Regions from separate parts of the Mus musculus genome. Here region 2 is linked to region 1. A link is a contact called in public Hi-C data. All regions are on one chromosome and are shown on one strand. The core of a region is the stretch at or near the end of the contact, and the rest is flanking DNA. Distances in the headings are between cores, read along the strand shown. Region 1 overlaps Hgsnat (heparan-alpha-glucosaminide N-acetyltransferase). Region 2 holds the start of Fnta (farnesyltransferase, CAAX box, alpha).

The links. Hi-C and Micro-C count contacts between places; a contact is called where the count stands out from the background.
Region 2: a Hi-C map of natural killer cells shows a contact between it and region 1, with 2.7 times the contacts expected there. The contact joins the promoter of Fnta here to the enhancer-like site in region 1. A contact is called at or near these places in 1 of 39 promoter capture datasets (neutrophils), 3 of 484 Hi-C or Micro-C datasets (embryonic stem cells, natural killer cells and peritoneal macrophages), 2 of 115 datasets of contacts at active chromatin or transcription factors (double positive thymocytes and embryonic stem cells) and 3 of 9 other capture datasets (adipose tissue, liver and pancreatic islet).

The regions. Positions count from the first base shown.
Region 1 is chr8:25,945,543-25,952,097 of GRCm38.p6, reverse strand. Hgsnat (heparan-alpha-glucosaminide N-acetyltransferase) reads left to right here. Exons shown (of 18, transcript NM_029884.1): 14 at 43-129; 15 at 4,087-4,164; 16 at 5,581-5,651; 17 at 5,750-5,862. Among named protein-coding and RNA genes, the nearest start is that of Hgsnat, 28 kb to the left of the region's middle. Within about 2 kb of position 3,022, at least 38 of the 459 cell types and tissues checked have an H3K27ac peak or open chromatin away from gene starts, as enhancers often do. A contact at or near this core is called in double positive thymocytes and natural killer cells, where this site is marked.
Region 2 is chr8:26,011,397-26,017,951 of GRCm38.p6, reverse strand. Fnta (farnesyltransferase, CAAX box, alpha) reads left to right here and starts at 2,342. Exons shown (of 9, transcript NM_008033.4): 1 at 2,342-2,571; 2 at 4,397-4,482. The coding sequence starts at 2,372.

The DNA of each region.
Region 1 (6,555 bases), core at 1,773-4,272:
GTCCAGCGATTGACTGCCACTCTCCTTCTCCGTTTCCTCAAGGTGCTGTATCACACAGAGGTGGCCTACGACCCTGAAGGAGTCTTAGGGACTATCAACTCAATTGTGATGGCGTTTTTAGGAGTTCAGGTATGAAGTTCTGTTTAGGAGTTCTGTTCATGTCCTCAGGCTAACCTTCTGACAGTTTGTGACAGCTGCTAACAGTGCCACAGTGCTAACAGCACTGTATTGAGGTTGTACAAGGAGGCCATCTGCTGCCCTACGGGTCTGGTAAATTCTGTTTAGGATGGAGAGTATGCAAACTAGTGTGGGGTAGCTCAGCAATTCAAATGACTAGCTGGATCCTTGCATTCTGGAGACTAAATTCGTACTAGTTGTGGATTTATTTTAGCCCAGCAATTTGTGGATAGTGAGTTCTATTAATGGTTACTTTATTTATTTCTCTCTCTCTCTCTCTCTCTCTCTCTCTCTCTCTCTCTCTTCCTCCCTCCCTCCCTACCTCCCTCCCTTCCTTCCTTCCTTCCTTCCTTTTGTTTTTTGAGATAGAATTTCTCTGGGTAGCCTTGACTTTCCTAAAACTTGTTTTGTAGACCAGGCTGGCTTCGAATTCCTCAGGGATCCTCCTGCCTCTGCCTCCTGAGTGCTGGGATTCAAGGTATTGGGTCCAGGAATGGCATCACAAACCACACGAATGCCGATCTCAGTCAGACAGGGATGGTTTGTTGAGTATCTACCCCAGAACTGATCGGCCAGGGCCATGGTCCAGATTCAGGAACTGAACCATGACACTGAGTTAAGATTCTACAAGGCTTTTGAGCCCCAAGTCCATAAACATCTGTGTTCACCAATCAGGATTCAGGGATAGGGGATTTCCTTTTGAACATGTCTTTGTTGTCTACTTATCCTGCCTCCTTGCTTGGGGCATTCAACTGTGGCAGGGGACTTGCCTTGTCTAGTATTCATGTTCTAATTTGCCTACCAGGATGGAACTTGTCTAACATTCGTGTCTTCAGTTACCCATGTACGTGTCACTTTCTGCCAAGTAGTGTGTCAGTTCCCAGGGAGGTCTTAAGAACTAAAACCACAAAATGGACGTCTCATTCCAGACAGCTTCTTCTGTTGATGCAGGTGTCTCTCTGATGTTGGGTCCATCCCAGGGGCAGCCAATAAAGGCAAATACAATACAAGATTATACTTAGGAGCAGGGAGTGTTGCTGGGTGGTTGGCTCATGCTGGTTCTGGCCCAAGCTTGTTGTAGATGAGTCTACCGACTTCTCTGGTGATTAGTTTCCAAGGGCACGGCACAGGACAGAATATGTAGTCAACTTAAGCATGAAAAAGTTTCCTGGTAGCCTAGCAGTGCTGGTCACGCCTTTAATCCCAGCACTTGGGAGGCAGAGGCAAGAGGATTTTTGAGTTCGAGGCCAGCCTGGTCTACAGAATGAGTTCCAGGACAGCCAGGGCTACACAGAGAAACCCTGTCTTGAAAAACCAAAAAAAAAAAAAAAAAAAAAAGGAAAGGAAAGGAAAGAAAAGAAGAAGTTTCCTGGTAACAGCAGAAGCAACATAGTAACAATACAAAGTGGAAGGCTCAAACAGGTAACACTTACCTAGGCCTTGACACAGGTGCTTGCCACCATGCCTGACAATGGCCACATTTCTAATTCCTGCACTTGGAAGGCTGAGGCAGGACGACTCAGAGTTTGAGACCAGATGGGTCACAGAACAAGACAAATGAAAACAGACGCTATGAAAGTGTCCATGTGGAGTTTTCAGAATGTTTCAACATTGCTAACATGAAGAGGCCACCAGACAACAAAACAGCAGAGATGGACTAACTCATAAACAGCAGAAGTTGCTTCTCAGGCCCCAGCTCAAAGTGCTGACAGGTTCCTTTTCAGACAGGGGTCCATCTCTGCTTCCCAGCATGCAGCCTGTGGAGGGATGAGCACTGTGCCACACGGGGTGGCGCTTACAAGGATGTGAATGCTGAACTTGCTGTCGCATCCCTTTGTAAGATCATAAAGTGTATTCATACGTGCAGAGATCCACACTGGCCCCAGAAGGACCAGACCTCCTTCCCGTCCCAACACCTTCTGAGTTTTCCTTGTGTGAACTTAGGAAAGACACAGACTTCCAGTCACAGCCAGCTATGTAAATGGATCTAAAGCATGCGTGTCTTATGCCCCAAATCAAATCTGGTCACTCTTGGTGTCCCTCGTGCACTTCTGTATGATTCAGAGCAGGCTAGATTTCTCTACGCAAAGTTGTCCTCTCTGGCGTTTGAGTTTATTCTTTGAGGGAACAAATTGGAGAGTAGAAAGGCTTCTACAGCAGGCCAGAGACCATTCTGTGATGGAGAGGGTATCCTGACCATGCAGGCAGCCATTGCAAGGAGTCTGTGGAGTACAGGATGTGGCTGGAGTAAGACCAAGAGCCTCAGTTTTTAATTTTACTCCAGTTAAAATTTAAATGGCCACACATAGCTAGTGGTGGTCCTATTAAATTGTATGCTAGGCAAACCCCAGCCTGCTAGAGCAGTTGGGTTAGCGTGGAAAAGTTTAGGTACAGGTTCACAGCTACACTGTGTACAGTTAGGGGATTAAATAATTTTCCACTAATGGGTTGACACCCTGCCTCTATCCCTGTGGTGCTTAGATTCTGTTTTTATATACACACCTTCTCTCTACACACACGCTAGGCAAACCTCAGCCTGCTAGAGCAGTTGGGTTAGCGTGGAAAAGTTTAGGTACAGGCTCACAGCTACACTGTGTGGATTTGTGTCTAGCTCTCATGTGCAGGCTGGGTGACACTTGCTGTGTCTAATTCCAGGGGTGTTATAAGGATGGAATATGTTAATTTATACAAAACCCCCAAAACTAGCACATAGGCAGCACTGGTACATTTCAGCTACTGTTATAAATGATTAACACTGTATCCTTTGATACTTTCAAAGCTTGACTCTAGTTCAGAGAGTTTTGTGCAGCGCCCTGTCTGAGGTTTTAGTTTCCCCGGCACCCAGTTCCGTTTTGCTCCTATGCATCTTGGGTAGTGCCGCCAGACCAGATACTTTGTAGCCAAGCTAGTCTGACCTAGTTTCTTGTCACCTAAATGGGTGTTACTTTTAGTTTCCATCCTGTTGCTGTGATAAAACACTCTGTGGGAAAGTGATTGAGGGGAGGAGAGGGTGGTTTCACTGGCAGGTCTCAGCCCTTCATTGAGGGGAGTGAGGGTCTGCAGGAAAGCAGGAACTTAAAGCAAAAGCCCTGCAGGAAGGAGGGCTGCCAGCTGCCTGCTGTCCGCTGCCTGCTGCCTTACTTGCTGGCTCACGTGTGCTCAGGCAGCTCTTCTATACATCCAGGAGCACTGACCCAGGGATAGCGCTGCTCACAGTGGGCCCTGCCCTCCTATATCAATTAGCAATCAAAACAGTCCCCGGCAGACATGCTGACAGACCAGTGTGATCTAAGCAGTTTGTCGAGATTGAGGTTCCCTTTTCTCAGGTGACTTTAGGTTGTATCTGGGGGCTGGTGAGATGGCTCAGCGGTTAAGAACCCTGTCTGCTCTTCTGAAGGTCCTGAGTTCAAATCCCAGCAACCACATGGTGGCTCACAACCATCCATAATGAGATCTGATGCCCTCTTCTAGTGTATCTGACAACAGCTACAGTGTACTTAGATATAATAAATAAATCTTAAAAAAAAAAAAGAAAGAAAAAAAGGTTGTGACTAGGATAAGGGGTAACTTTCCTGGACTCCCCAAAACCTCTGGGAGAAAGCCCCTGATCTGAGTGAGACCTGCTGAGCCCCCTACCAGCCCCATTATTTCATTTCTCATCCTACTGTGGCACTCTTGTGCTTTAACAAGTTTCTGTGTGTGCTTTCTCCTTCACCCGGAACATCCTGCCTGCTCTAATGCTCTGTCTCCACCAGGGCACAGGGGTCAATTTGCATTCCTCCTTATATCCCCAGAGTCTAGAACGTGTACTTAGCAAATAACTCTGTGTGCTAGATGGTTAACTCGATGAAGATAGAAACAAGAATTCACCTTAGGTGACTCTCTTGGTCATATTGTTTTCTTCCCCAGGCAGGAAAAATACTGGTGTATTACAAGGATCAGACGAAAGCCATCCTGACCCGATTTGCCGCCTGGTGCTGTATCCTTGTAAGTAGCCAGCCTTCTTTACTCTGATTGCTATTCTTTTTTTTTTTTTTTTTTTGGTTTTTGGTTTTTCGAGACAGAGTTTCTCTGTATAGCCCTGGCTGTCCTGGAACTCACTTTGTAGACCAGGCTGGCCTCGAACTCAGAAATCTGCCTGCCTCTGCCTCCCAAGTGCTGGGTTTTTTTTTTTTAAAGATTTATTTATTTATTATATGTAAGTATACTGTAACTGTCCCCAGATACTCCAGAAGAGGGCATTAGATTTCATTACGGATGATTGTGAGCCACCATGTGGTTGCTGGGATTTGAACTTGGGACCTTCGAAAGAGCAGTCTGTGCTCTTAACCACTGAGCCATCTCGCCAGCCCCACCCCCACCCCCGATTGCTATTCTTAAAGCCAACGCTTGTTTAAGAAGAAATGAAGTGTTGAGCAGTCGCTGGCTCGGCATGACGGGGAACAGTTGTCTTGAATAACAGGGTTCACAGAATAACATCTTTAAAAATGATTTCTATTTCCTGAGCCTGGACCCCAGAGCCTGGTGTGTGCCAAGTAACACACTCTACCACTAAGCTACGCTCCTAGTCCCAAGGAGGACAACATCTTTATATCTAAATTCTCAGGCTTAGTTTCTTAGAAAACTATATTACATAAATAAATAGCATAGTGTTCGATATCAAACACTTGAATGATGATTGCTGGAGAAAATGTGTAAGGGAGCCGGGCATGGTGGCGCACACCTTTAATCCCAGCACTTGGGAGGCAGGGGAAGCCTGGTCTATAGGACAGGCAAGGATACCCAGAGAAACCCTGTCTGAAAACAAAATGGGGGGCGGGGGTAAAGAATGCTCTATGTGGGACTCATTATCAGAAAGACTATGCAGGGGATAAGGTTGTAGCTCAATAGACAGCTTAGCATGCATGAAGCCCTGGGGCCTCAGGAAGCCTGGGTGTGGTGACAGGTGTCACGGTGAGAAGGTGGAAGCAAAGGGATCCACACACCCTTGGCTACATAGTGAGCTTGAGGATAGCCTGGGATGTGTGAGACCCTGTCTCAAAAACAGAAGAGAAACTAAGACTGGAAACTGGTTTTAAAAGCAGGAACATCCCATTAAGAACATGCTTGTGTGCCTGCCTGCCTGCCTGCCTGCCTGCCTGCCTGCCTGTTCTCCCCAGCCTTTCAGAGTCACCATAGGAGTTACTGTAACTCATCGCTTACGGTCTCTAACTCAGGGAACACTGGGAAATGTTTTTGGATAATGTATTAGTTATACATCTTACAACAGGTGTCCAGTTAAAAAGAACAAAATCAAAGGTGATTTTTTTTCAGTCCTCCCTAAGCAGTTATTTTTTTTTTTTTTTTGTCTTAAGCGCATTGAGATTGTAATATAAATTTTTAACATCCTTCTTTCCTTCATAGGGGCTTATTTCTATTGTGTTGACAAAAGTGTCTGCAAATGAAGGTTTTATTCCAATAAACAAGAATCTCTGGTAAGTATGGTAGAGGGTGCCGTGTTCCTGTTGGCCCTCATGTTGAAACTGGGTGTTCCCAGGAGTGTGACAGCTCTCCCTCGCTCTTCTTCCCGTAGGTCCATCTCGTACGTCACCACACTGAGCTGCTTTGCCTTCTTCATCCTCCTCATTCTCTACCCAGTTGTGGATGTGAAGGGCCTGTGGACGGGAACCCCCTTCTTCTATCCAGGTGAGTTAGCTGTCAGCAGTAGGTGGTCGCGGGGGGACTGGCTTCAGAGGCCTGGGCTTCCTTAGAGCTGGAGCTCTGTCTAGAGACACATTTCCAGGAAGCAAGCTGAGGAAGAAACCAGCAGGGGCTGGGACGCCCAGCTCACAGGAGGTTCCTGGCCTGTCCCAAAGCCCTATACCCCATTGTCACACGTTTAGTCCCCTAGAGTCAGTAAATACACTCTGCTTATATTCGGGCAGTATAAAATGGTGAAGTGCTGGATGTGACCCAGGACAAGATTGCTTTTAGTAAGAAATATGATTGTGTCTCGTGTGTGTGTGTGTGTGTGTGTGTGTGTGTGTGTGTGTGTATGTGCTTGCATGTGTATATGTATATATGTGATATGTGTGCATGTCCATGTGTGAGTGTGTGTGTGTGCGTGTGCATGTTTGTGAATGTATATATGAATGTGCCTGTGTGTGTATATGCATGTGTGTACATATGCATGAGTGTGTGCATGTATGTATATGTGTGTATGAATGTGTGTGCATGTATGTATATGTGTGTGCATGTATATATGTGAGTATGTATGTATATGTGTCAGTGTGTGTGTATGAATGTGTGCGCATGGTGTGTGTGTGTGTGATATGTGCACATGTGTGCACATGCTGGAGTACAACTTACAGAAGTCAGTTCTCTCCACCAAGAGGGTCC
Region 2 (6,555 bases), core at 1,093-3,592, 67 kb before region 1:
GAGTAGCTGAGAGTGCAGGAAGGCAGCAGGAAGAGAGAGACACTTTGAAATCTCAAAGCCCACCCCCAAGTGGCATACTTCCAACAAGGTCACACTTCCTAATGAGACTATGGGGGTACATTTTCATTCAAACCATCTCATTGGGCCTGGTGTGAGATTTTTGAAATTTCAGTGCCCATCACCAGTGACATACCTCCAACAAAGCCGCACCTACTCCAACAAGGCCAGACCTCCTAATCCTTCCCAAACAGCTCCACCAACTGGGGAGGAAGCATTCAAACATGAGCCTCTGGAGGCCATTCTCATCCAAACTGCAGTGATCTATGAAAGATACTTCTTAACAATCATGCCGAGTAAGCCACTTACAAGTTTTAAGTCCTTTTTATTGATGTCAGACCAAGAGCAGGCTTATGCCTCTGAAATCTCTTGGTGCTCATGCTAGGGTTAGAGGGCTCTTAAAGACAGAAACCGCAAAGACTAGTTTACATCAACGTTAGATGGGAGTCAGTGTGATCTTAAAACATTTATTCCTGGCAGAGCATAGTAATTATTTTAGATATAACATGTCAATTATTTTTGACATTTCTAGTTATTTCAGTTTACTAATTACTTTGACTGATACATCTAGGCCATAGAAATCCCAAACATATTGTCAAGGCAGATGTGACCATTAGAGGGAGGAGGGTAGGGGGCTGAGAACTGTCTAAGCAAAGTAAAATGCAGTCAGGACAGGATAGCCTCCCCCTAGTCATCTCAGAGTCCCGGCTGCTGAGACCCCTCTCCCTCGGACTCCTGTGTGCCTGCTGGATCCTGTTAGATACGGACTGAGTGAGGGGAAGAGCTCCTTTGTTGTGGACACTTACCGAATACATTTCGAATAAACAGAACTTTCATCTGCACTGGAAAATACAAATCCATTCCACCCTAGTTCCCAACCTATGGAAGGTCTTAAGGGAGAATCCAGAGAACAAAGGGAATTTCTTTTAAGTTCCCCCAAAGGTGGGCTCCCTTCTGGCAGGTAAGTCTCAGTCTCTCTCTCTCTCTCTCTCTCTCTCTCTCTCTCTCTCTCTCTCTCTCTCTCTCTCTCTCTCTCTCTCTCTCTCTCTCTCTCTCTCTCTCTCTCTCTCACACACACACACACACACAAACCACAAGGTAATGAGTAAATAATATATCCACCTGCCTCTGCCTCTGCCCCTCTGCCTCTGCCTCTGCCCCTCTGCCTCTGCCTCTGCCTCTGCCCCTCTGCCTCTGCCCCTCTGCCTCTGCCCCTCTGCCTCTGCCTCTGCGCCTCTGCCTCTGCCCCTCTGCCTAAGTGCTGGGATTACAGGCATGTGCCACCACTGCCCAGCCAATACTAGCATTTCTAAATCCTGGGTTTGATCACTAGCACAGCTGCACTGAGAAACTCAGCACAGAAAAGTTGGTTTGACTGATAACACCTGTGGGCTATTAGGATGTGGGGAAACTTCAGCTAAGATCACATACCGACCTCTGTTGGAATCCCAAAAGTCCCTTTTCTACCCTATAAAACCTCCAAGGCCCATGACCATCCTTGGATTTTTTTCTAATTAAAGGACAGTATGCTTATAAAGACATTTGTCTCTTTTATTCCCACTTTGCCTCAATCGGTTCTGATTTAAGAACCTTCCCTAGAATATATGGTGACCAGACACTATGGTCTTTGCGCTGCTGCGAATGAACCTGGTGCCTATTGTATAGTAAATATTTGTTAATTGAATATATCTATTCTCTATATTTAGAAAGGAGTTCTGCACAGATCCAAATTTAATTCCAAAGACACCCCCCGGATTAATAAAATGCTGCTATTTTATTATAGGATTATATAAACGCCTAGCACTGAAAAACATGTAAAGTGTGAAAGAATGTAAAGACCCTTTTAAGGTTAAAGTGGAAGCCTGAGGGGGGAAAGAGGTGGCTGGCTGTGCACCGTTTGCAATTCTTCACACTCCTAAGATGGTCCAAAAGAAGGGGGCCGCTGGGGACTGGAGATGTAACTCAGTGGTAGAGCACATGCCTAGCATGTGCAAGTCTTCCGGTTCCATCCTAAGCGTTGAAAAAGAAACAAAAGCAAGGAAACAGAAAAGTTACCCAACAAAGGAAACAACAACTAATAACACTGCTTGCCAATTAGCACCTAAAGGCCTCTGAAAACCTGCATTCGGGAAGGGGGCCCTGGAAACACAGCAGCGAGGACAGTAGGTATTCAGGCCAGGCCTCCGGGCCGGGCCCTCTACCCCACGCCTCTATGGTAGGACCCGAGGAACCGGAAGTGGGCCTCGCCGGGGGCGGGGCGGGCCGCGGAGGGGGCGGGGCCTCCACCACCACCTCTGCTGCGGACGGAGGCGAGATGGCGGCCACCGAGGGGGTCGGGGAATCTGCGGCAGGCGGCGAGCCGGGACAGCCGGAGCAGCCGCCGCCCCCGCCTCCGCCGCCGCCAGCACAGCAGCCGCAGGAAGAAGAGATGGCGGCTGAGGCCGGGGAAGCGGCGGCGTCCCCTATGGACGACGGGTTTCTGAGCCTGGACTCGCCCACCTATGTCTTGTACAGGTAACGCCCTCCTGCGGGCCGCGGCGCCAGAGGCCCGGGGCTGAGTGCGAGCGACGACGACGCAGCTCGGCGGACGGGGGCGCCCTCCGAGTCCGCGCCGCGCAGCCCCGGGTGGCCGCAGGCTGCGGCGGCGCTCTTCTGAAGCTAGGGTGCGGTGACACTTCCGTGGTCCCGCAGTGCTGCCCTGCTGAGAGCCGTGCATCATCCGAAAGGCGCCCTTTTGACAGCTCGCTATGGGATAATGTCACTTAAGCGGCCAGATCTGCTCTTTACAAACACTGTCGGGCCTTTGCGTGCCTTCTGCTGCCTGGAGAGAACTTTCCTGCCTTTCCTTCATCTTGGCCACTGTGCACATCCCTTCTGTCTTCCTTTCCATGTCCCCTAGTTCCTTGTCAAAAAGTACTTACTGTTTTTTGTAGTTCTACCTAAACCCTTTAGGTGACTCATTTGCCAGGCTTTCAGGAATGAGTGAAAGGCATTATAGAGGTTTCTGCAGTTGGATGACTTGAGATTGGTTGTGGGGTCCCATAGCTTCAGAACTTTCCTCTGATTTATGAATTATGTTCTTCGGATGGCTGATTTCCGAAGAACTAAATGACCGTGTTTGCCGTGCCTCTCTCCAAACTATAGGATATATATATATACATATATACATACATATGTATATATATATATATATATAAAATTAGCAGGTCATTCTTTTCCCCATATTCTTACATAAGGGATGCAATTTCAAGGTTAACTGCGTACCACAAATGTCTGCTGTCAGTAACTGATTAGTATAGAGAAGAAGAAAAGAATGTAAGTCAAGGCTGGCCACACTGAGCAGTTCATGGAAGTCTCCAGAAGTGCCAGTTGTTGCAGTCATACTGTTGTTTTGAGACTGTTCCCTGGATTGTTAGCATGCATACAGTATGCTATGCAGGTTTTAAGTACTCAAAATTATTCCTTCTCAAAGTTGCCTTCCAAAGTTGACTGGTAACATTATCTTCATCTTATAAATGAAGAAACCAACATCCAGGCAGATTAATGACTTCACACAGGAAGTTGTAAAGCTAATATTCTGGCTTAGGCAACTGTCAGATTCCAGAGCCTTCTCTCCCTCATGCTAGGCAGGCATCTCCACATGCCAGGCCCTCCCTCTGCCTAACAAGTCCCTCTGTAGTGACAATAACTCATAATGCTTCCTTGGACTTTGGGGGGAGTGTTGAAGTATCACATGTAGGACTTTGCGCCTGTGTTCTACCTCCTGAGATACATCCCCAGTCCTAATTTGAGTTTAAAAGGTTAGTTCCTACTAAAATGCATGTTTAAAAAAAAAATACTAACTCCAGAATCTTACTAAGTAAATGGGGGAGGCTAATTTTTAAGTTAAACCTTGGATACTTTCTAGAAGACCACATTTTGCCACACCATAAATTTGAAATTGTTGATTTATTAACTTTTATTTTTTAAAAATAGGCGTTTTCAGCCAGTTGGTGGTGGTGCATACCTTTAGTCCCAGCACTCGGGAGGCAGGGGCAGGTGGATCTTTTGTGAGTTCAAAACCAGCCTGGTCCACAGAGCAAGTTCCAAGGCTACACAGAGAAAACCTTGTTTTCGAAAAACCAAAAAAAAAAAAAAAAAAAAAAAAAAAAAGAAAGAAAGAAAAGTATTTTACTGTATGTGTGTGTGTGCCTTGTGTATGTCCAACCATTAAGATCTCCATTTGATTGAATGATTATTACCAATTAAAAACAAACAGAAACAAAAAACAAAAAAGCACCAGAATTGTTTTTCGTCTAACATGTTTGCATATAATCATGGGGAACATGTCTGTTTTCAGGGACAGAGCAGAATGGGCTGATATAGACCCAGTGCCCCAGAATGACGGCCCTAACCCAGTGGTCCAGATCATCTACAGTGAAAAGTGTAAGTTTACATTTATTAGGAAAATAGCTAACAAAGTTGAAATTTACAACCATATAATAAGAAAAGTGAGAGATTTTTGTTTACTAAGAACCTGAATTACTTTGCTGAGTTAATATCTTCTTTGTCATTTATTTGTCTTTGTATTTTATTTAGGAGATGGAGATAGTCAAAGCAATGAATGTTACATTATAATACATACTAGCTATTGTATCATTGTGCTTTTAATTTGCATTTAAAGTATAACAGATGGATTACTGTTTTGTCTAAAATAAGCTTTAGTTGTTCAAGTACCATCATTTTAAAATGTATTTTAGCTGTGTAGTGCACGCCTCGGTTAAAATGTATGCAGTGATGTTTTCTTTAACAAAGTAGCCTTTTCTTACCATGAATGTGAACTCTTCTGTAACTAGGAGGTCATACAGATGTTGATTGTTCTTCTCAGCAAGGGTAAATAGATGTAGTGTTATTTTTGGAATTTTATGTGTTTGTATGTTTGCATGTGTAAATTTTTTACTCCCAGTTAATGCTTTGTTTTCTAAGATCATTTCTTTTTGCCAAAATAATTTATTGATGCATTTACTGATTATGAAGTCATGGTAACAAGTGTTTTTAAAGGAAGAACAATTAGAACAATGGTATGCGGGTTGCTGTATATCAAATATGAAAATGTAGTACTGAACAGTTCATTAACTGTCCTAGTACAGAAAGAAGACGGGTCATAAGCCTCTTAGATACTGAAAGTAGGCCGCAGTAGATATGGGCCTGAGTGTGTGACTTCAAAGGCTTTGTTCTGTTGGCTATGGGTTTAGATAAAAGCATACTTATATCTTGTTGTTATACCTCATACCTTAATGAACATAAAAATAAATTGATGTTCTGAAACAAAAATAAATAAGCCATATGCAAAATGTAAGCAAATAATCTTTGGGTAGGACTGTAGCTCTGGTAGAGCACTTGCCTGCTATATGCAGTGCTCCTGGATTTGATGCCCAGCAAAGCAACAAGCAGACTGTGTCTGGTCACGAGACATGATCACCCATCTCAGGGGAAAAAGATAAGCAAAGAGAATAATACTTAGTTCTTACTGTGATGAAGGCATTATGACATAAGATGTAAAACAAAATACTCTATTAAGGAAAGTTTCAGAGTATATAACTACAGGAAAGTGTTTTCTGAAATATTTCCATGTGATATTTCTAGAAGAAATAGAAATATATACACAGAAATGTTTACATCAGTAGTAACTAAGCATCAACCAAACCCAGGCCCTCAGTAGGAACAGCAAGTGCTCTTAACTGCTGAGCCATGTCTTCAGCCCTCTGAGAGCGGCTTCTGCTGCCTATTCTGGACTCACCTTAGCAGATGGTATAAGGTAGGTGCCAGAGAGATGGCTGAGTAGCTAAGATCTGGGTTCATTCCTCAGTGCCTGCCCGCATGAGGCAGCTCTTAGCTCCCTGTAACTCTGGCCTCCACGGATACCTCAGTACACACAGTCACACGTAGTGCAAATAATTCTCTTTTAAGAAGAAAGATATTGGGAGCTAAGAGGGCAGACTTGGAGTCTGACCGCCTACTGGATCTTTATCTATGAACACATTATTTAACCTCTGTGTAGTCAACACCCATAGAAAAATGTAAATGAGGACAGTAAAAGCAATTCCTGTAGGAATTGAGTAAATTTCTTACATATATGCTAATACACTGTTTAGCTCATAGTTAATACCAGGAATAACAGTTGTTAGAATATGCAGCAGTTTTTAAAACAGCAAAGTCAAAGAAAACACCTATATATCTCAAAGAGAAATAGATTAAAAATAAAACTTATAATCCCTATAACCATTCCTATTTAGATCTGTTACAGCATGAATTTTACATGAGACATTGGGAGGTTTAGTTTGGCATTGACCTGTAATACATGTGGTAGACGTGCATAGCTCATGTGTTATGTCTGTGACACTGAGCATTGTCTGAGTGGCACTCACCATCCTTTGTATCTGCTGACATGGTACACAGTTGTAACCCTAGCACTTGAGAATCAAGATTAGGAGTTCAAAGCTAGCCTCGGTTACATAG